Linked DNA regions of Sus scrofa: region 2 is linked to region 1. Evidence: chromatin contacts called from public HiChIP or PLAC-seq data. All regions are on one chromosome and are shown on one strand. Each heading gives the region's core, a stretch centred on a gene start, on an enhancer-like site or on the middle of the called end of the contact. The rest is flanking DNA. Distances are from core to core; before and after follow the strand shown.

Evidence for each region. HiChIP or PLAC-seq counts read pairs in DNA pulled down with a chosen protein or histone mark.
Region 2: a contact with region 1 is called in an H3K27ac HiChIP or PLAC-seq map of alveolar macrophages. The contact joins the promoter of ANAPC4 here to the promoter of DHX15 in region 1. A contact is called at or near these places in 1 of 5 promoter capture datasets (fetal liver) and 1 of 2 datasets of contacts at active chromatin or transcription factors (alveolar macrophages).

What each region holds. Positions count from the first base shown.
Region 1 is chr8:18,619,152-18,622,656 of Sscrofa11.1, reverse strand. DHX15 (DEAH-box helicase 15) reads left to right here and starts at 1,765. Exons shown (of 14, transcript NM_001252212.1): 1 at 1,765-2,004. The coding sequence starts at 1,934.
Region 2 is chr8:19,299,445-19,302,923 of Sscrofa11.1, reverse strand. It overlaps ANAPC4 (anaphase-promoting complex subunit 4), which reads right to left and starts at 1,671. Exons shown (of 28, transcript XM_021101074.1): 1 at 1,324-1,671. The coding sequence starts at 1,452. The region is part of intron 13 of ZCCHC4 (zinc finger CCHC domain-containing protein 4); the gene reads right to left.

The DNA.
Region 1 (3,505 bases), core at 516-3,015:
AAGTAATAGACTGGAGAGTTGTCTGGTAGATAGAGAGTAAGAGTAAAGGAAAAATCCTCTGATAACACTTCCAGGAAGCTGTAGAAGAGCTAGCGGATAGCTCTTCTCTATTCTAGGGACTGTTCTGCCTGAAAATCTAGGGTGGCTCATTCAGACCCAGACCTCTATCCCTCCTACAGAGAGTGTAAACATCCTGGCAGATTCTGGCCTTTGCTCCTCTTGTTGTAGATTCCAGAAAGGCCACTCTCCTTAGGTAAAAACAATCTCTCTTCGGTCATTCAGGTACAACATAATTGATTAGGTTGTAGTTTCTTTAAATATATACTAGACCCAAGGAGGATGTCTCATCCCTTTCAGTTCCTCTTTTACAAAGCTTCCTTGCACTTGTTTGCACACCTATGTCTCTTAGGGCGGGACACTTCTGCAGACAGAATGCTAACATTTTCCCTCATTATTTCTCCAAAATGTTAGACTAATTTATGGTAGCCCTCAAACTGGGAACCTGGAGATCTGAGCCTGGAATTGTGAAAGTGAAAATCTGGATTTTAATTCTGACTTTGACACTCACTGACTGTGTGAACTTGGCCATAACCTAGAGCTCAGATCCCCTCATTTGTAAAGTCAAGCAAAGACAGAAAAAGCAGCTGGAAACCCTTCCAGGTTTACAATTCAGTGATTATGCATCATGATCTCTGACACAAGTCGATATACTGTTAAAATACTTTTAGGATAGAAAATTTTATAAGTGAAGACATTCACTTTTCTTTATAGTGACTTTGAAATATGGATTTGGTACCAAAAAAATCCTCTTCATAAGTTGAAATTTTCAAGTCGTATTTAACCTTAGGGATTGCAGTTCTGAGGAACTGATAAGAGTCTGAATATGATCTTCCAGGGCATCCAAACAACCACCGCACAAACTACAAAGATCACCTGATTTGGGTTGGTCCACAGATCTTTTTCTTGTGTGCTTCTTAGGGGATGAATCAACTGAGCAAGCAGGTAGATTCTGGAAGGAGAGATTTACAAAAGTCATGTCATGCTATAGCAACAATTTGCCGTGGCTTTAGGGACAGCCCTAACGGCTATGTAACATAACCTCTTTCAGCTTTAGTGTCCACATCTACAAAATCACACCTACTCTGCAGAGTTACTGTAAGAATAAGAATAGAGGTAAGGTGAACGCTGTGGAAGCACATGATAGGTACAAAGAAAAAAAAGTTATGTTCTTACTGCCAATTTTCTTTATTCCGGTAAAAGCATAAATAGATTGAGTGCATATTGTTGGTGATCAGTTAAAAAAAAAATAGAAGGCAAAATGGATTATGGTGAGTCTTGACATTTTCTCACCTCAGTTCGCCTATCAGTTGAGAGAGAATGTCTGGTCAGTGAATTCAAGTTCTAGAGCTGGGGTCCAATCCTGTCTCTGCCCCTTATCAGCTGTATGATCTGATAAGTTTTTCAACATCTCTGGGTCTTAGACTCCCCTAATACTGGTGGATAGGATTTCCTAAGTAGGATTAAACTCACTCTTTCAATTTTCTAAATCAGAGGGGTGTGAAGCCCCAAGGGCCCAACCCACTCAGAGGAGCATAAGGTGGCTGCAAAAGGAAGGAGGCCGGCGGGACGGAAGACGGGCGGGCCAACCAGGCGGTGGGCGGGGCTGAAGTTCCCGCCTCCGATGCGTGCGCGCAGTGCGCGCGCACGCACGCACGCACGCACGCACACACAGCATACCGCGGAAGCGCGCGCGCAGGCCCAGCCCTCGTCGCCGCCGCCATTTTAGCTCCTGGTTCCGGCCGCACGGTGTAGGCTGTTGTAGCGGGAGGGGTGGGGGTCCTCCAGAGTTTAGTAGTCATCCTCGACTGCGCCGATAGAGCCGTCAGGTTCTCTTTTTCCTTCCTTCGTTACCGCCAGCTCGAAGAGTCCGAAGATGTCTAAGCGACACCGGTTGGACCTGGGGGAGGATTACCCCTCCGGCAAGAAGCGTGCGGGGACCGATGGGTAAGCCAGGCCGGGGGCGCGAGCCAGGGGTTCGGGCTTTGTTGGGGTCCCGGAGGGGAGCGGGCCAGGGTGGGCCGGGCCGAGAGGGCCCCAGGGCCGACCCTTTGTTCCCCTCGGGCTCGGGTCACTAGCGGCGGGGCGCGGGAGAGCGGCGCCGCTCCCGGCGTTCGGCCCGACAAGGGCGCGGGGAGCTGAGTGGCGCGGCCGCCGCCCGGCCCAGTCAAAAGAGCCCAGAGGCCTTTCGTGGCCACTAGGGCGCCTCCTCTCCGGGCGGAGTCGAGCAAGAGTCACTTCGAAGGGAGCGGACGGGAGGGAACCGCGGACCTCGTGGCCCGGGCTCCAGGGTAAGGCCTGGAGCCCGGGGAGGGTGGGGGAGGGCGCGGCGGGAGTAGTCGCTTCTAAGGGCACCAGGTACTTCTGAGGCAGAGGGGTCGGGGCAAGGGCTTTGGGGGGCGGCTGGGTGCCCGGTCCGGGGAGAGGCGGAGGCCGGAAAGTGAGAGAAGCGCGTGGATTCTTGTGTAGGCCGGGGTGGGGGTGGTGGGTGTTGGGTGAGGCGTGCAGGCGGGGAGTTCTCGGGGGAGGGGAGAGTAGAGGGCCAGCCGGGAGAAAGGAAAACGTGGAGTATACCTCCTGAGCGGGAGGGCTGGTGGTTTGGAGCCGCTGCGTTTATACTTTGGCGGGAGAGCGCGTGCCTCGGTCCATTCAAACACTTCAAAGTAGATGCTAGGCAAACTTCCGCTCTTGCCTACGCTCCCGCCATCTCCTTTATTTCCTGCTTTGGCCGAAACTGTATTTACGTACACGGGGCATCCCAGGGATGTAAATTAGAAAGGCCTTGTGTTTTTTCCAATAAGTTCTTGTTTTCTGCCCTCTACCCCACCCCGCTTTCCTTCATAAGTAGCTTTTGAAACAAGAAGACCCTTTTTTAGTAATTTATGGGAAAATATCACACTTGGGGAGCTTCTTTGGGAGTTCAGATACTCGTGGTGTTTCAGATTCCTTTCCACTTAGCCTTTATTTTTAAAGGTACAGAGGAATTTAACAGTTGGCTTTAGCAATTGCATCGAAATCATTTTCCAGTGTGTCCTTTCATTCCTGAAGTACAGAGCTTTATTTGGATAATTCAGGCAGAAACATGAAAGCCTGAATATCTAAATACTTTGAATAATTTTGCATTTATTGTGGGTATATGTGTGCAGAATCACTGTGTTGAGTCATCTGAATAACTTTTGTGAGTTTTTGTTTATCCAAAGTCCTTCTTTTGGATGGAATAAGGTATCTGTGTCTGGCGAGTATAAGCCAGGATAGGGTGTACTTTTTGATATCTTCCCATATATTAAAATATGGGAAGCATGAGTGTGTAACACTTTAATCTTGTAAATTTTGTAATTTACAATGTTAGATGTCAATTTTCTGTCTTAGGCTGTGTCTATCTTGGTTCCCCTCCTGGTCGCCAGTCCCCTAACACTCCCCACCCCTCACCCCTACAGAATAGCAAAAC
Region 2 (3,479 bases), core at 422-2,921, 680 kb before region 1:
TCCCTTCCCTACTCCATCGGGTCAGAATTCAAACTTCATCATCCCAATCATCCCTCTTGCATGTAACTTCAGCTCCCTTGCATCCCTCTTGCTTTGTCACACTGTCACAACAATCCAGGTTAAATCCAATCATGCCTGCGCCCACACAGCTGAATGGAATAGAAGAGACATACATACAACCCAGCGCACTAGTTTCCATCAAACTGCAAAACCACTAACCTCATGTGGCTCCTGATGCTGATCAACAATCCCATTAGATTTTACTAGTCTACTTGTCAGTTTTTCACTGCCTCTCTTTTCTCAAGCTTCCAATACTTTCTTCTCCCATCTTCTTCCTAAACAGCACTCCTTCTTCTTCACTGAGAAAACGGAAGCAACAAGTGACCACAATTACATCCATGTGATCACACTGATGCCCCAATTCTCTCCCTTCCTTCCTGCTACTATAGCTGTACTATCTCGCACTCCTCTCTAGAGTCCCGGAGCGCCAAAGCATCCTGGCAGGGGTGGGAGGCTAGAAGGGTTCATAGACGGCCTTGAGAAAGCCCCTGGCAACAATGTCCTGACAGTCAACATAGCTTTGAAGGCTGCTAAGTTTTCCTGGCAGATATATTCTCTTCACCACTTCATTTCCAAACTTGGCTGCACATAACACAACTCTCATCTGGCCAGATAACCAGGAAACCTGCCAAAAGGTCAAAGGAGTAAAGATGCACGGGTGAGGGTTTCCTTACAATACGGCTGCCAGGTAACGATGAACTCTCAGCAGAAAGGTGGGTACAACTGGGTCACACTGGATGAAATGCAATATCATGTGAACTAGAAATGCTAACTGACAACACTCCTGCACATTCCATCAGGAATCCAGGGAAGCATGGGTTTAACTTCAAAGTGTTTTTAATGGGAGGTAGCTATCCAACCTATACTGTAAAACTTGTACAATGAAATATAGATTCTTAATATAACCTCTGTGGCAGCTCTCTATATATGCATGGTCATTCGCAGCTGAAGCTTGACAATAGGTCATTTTTCTTCGGTCTAAACTGCAAGTAAACTATGGGCAGAATCTGTGGACCCGCTACCATGTCTAGATCATGAACGACACATCGTGAGTCTTTAAAAAGCCTATTTAACACATAAATGACTAAAAGAGAATTGGGGATGCAGGGCTGTCTGACTGTGTCAAGCTGTGTGGAAACTTGTTTGGCCCATAAAATGCAGGAAATGGGCATATAAATGACCTGCCCCACATCCAGTCCCTTAGTTTTCAGCAGGTCTGGAAGGAAGGGGCGGGGTGGACAGGTGGCACGCCGGCTCACTCACCTCGCCTGCCGTGTTAGCCAAAGCAATGAGATCCCGCTTGGGTGACCAGACCAGGAAAATGATCTCTTGTGGCAGCTGCTTCTCTCCCACCACCCGGAAGGACGGGAAACATGTCGCGAAACGCAACATGGGGGCGGCCCTGCAAGGACACCCCACTCGGAAGGCAGCAGGGACCCCCTCCGCGGCCGGCCTGGTGCCTGTGGCACCTCGGTCCCCGGCCCTTCCTGCAGAGCCCCAAATGCGGCGGTACCCGAGAGATGCCCCACCGCAGGGAAGGCACCCTCTCCCTCCCTCCCGCCCCGCGCCAGCCGCGCGCCGCAGCTTCCCCGCCGCCCGGCGCGCGCGCTCCGGGCACTTCCGGGTCCCGGATTTCCTCGCGAGAGCTCGAGAGCGGTCTCCAGCCGCTGGAGCCACTTTGACGGCCTCCAATGCAGCGGTGCTCAGTCCTGGTTGCTCAATAGAATCACTTCGGTTTTGTTGTTGTTGTTTTTTTAAACCCTTACCCGGGCAGCACTTCAGGCCGATTAAAATATGGGCTTGGACCCTATTTATGAAAACGCTCTAGGTGCTTCCAGAGCCCTGCTCTTAAACCTGACATAAATATCTTGATTCTGAATCCCGTTTAAGCCTCACAACTTATTGGTAGTAGTGGCCCTATCTTCATACATGAGGACTGCGGGCTCCCCAAGATTTGTCCCACAGCTATTGCAGCATCTGCTGTATGAAGGCGTCTGGGCCACAAAAATGCACGGGACATGGGGTCTCCCCCTCAAAGGCTCACAGGTCAGCCTGGCAGGACGCGTAAATCAGAACCTATCTGGTGCTTCTTGTTACAGACACATTTAAATATGTTAACTTGTTAAAAAGTTCCCACAAGTTATGAACCTGGCTAAGAGGATGTGACAGTACCACCCTGCGATGCTTGAACTTAAAATCTGTGGTACAAAGCCAGCTACCTTTCACTCCTTTTGCTTGTTCAAAGAAAGCAGCAGGATTTCAGTTTTGAACGAGCCCCATCTTCCTCCCCTCTCTATGGATCTAGCCCTGGGAAACAGATGACAGAGGTAGACGAATTCATTCAGCAACAAGTGTCCGAGGCACTTTTTTGTGCCAGGCACTGTGCGTAACTCTTGATGCTTGCCCTGCTCCCTTTCGGAGACGGCCTTTTGTCCTTGCTTTTGCTGCAGTTTAGCATGTTCCCCCCAATTCTACCAGAGGCCATATTCTAATGGGGAGAATGGACTTGCCTTTGTTCTTCATGAAATGCATTTTCAGATATTGTTTAATGTTCTGGGATGGTGTGTGGTTGTTAGCAGAACTGACACCGCCTCGGGTCCGTACAGTTCCTCCTGTCTTTCCACTGACCCTACGCAAGCCTGTAATGTGTGGTAAATCACTTCTTTTTGTTGTTAAGGGCTTTGTAGTTGATACTGTTTAATAACCTTGAGGACCAGGTGGCCTCTATGCTCTGTTAGTCCCCAAACAATGATGAAGACCTGTCCTGACTATTCCTGGCACACACAAGGCTGGTTCTCCATTCATAAATCTTAACTTAGGAACGTACTTCCTATTTCTCTAGGTGAACTAAAAAATGGTCCCAGTGACCCCTCAGCAGTGCTGGCTTCCCACGCAGTCACTGAAAGACTTCCTCATTCAGAGGAGAAGACACCGGATGTCACCCTTCTAGTCTGCAAGGGTACCAAGCACCGCAATAGCATGAAACTCTTGTGACTGTCCAGCTGATAAAACTCGCCCCTCATCTCTCTGAGATCTGCTTGCTCACTTTTGATGCCTTTTCTCCTTGCAGCCTTGATGAGGTACATTTATACACAATCTCCTGAAATCAAATGGCAGAGATCTTATCTTCTCTTTATTGCAATGACCTTCCAGCTGACCCTCAAGTAATTTAACTTATGTCCTAATGTTCCAATTCAAATCGCATCAAATGAGCTGGATTTTCCTGTGCATTTTGTTTAAGCTTTCCTTCCTTGGGCAGTTCTATCAGCATCATATTATCATGTAGCACACAGTTGGGTTTGGAAGCATAAGTGACCGTTTCCATTCACTTGATGCTTTTACTGGGAAGGTGAGGAAAGGTGTTAGTCTGAGCACCTGCTTCCCAGGGTTGTGGGAGGAGGATTGAGGCCATGCATACT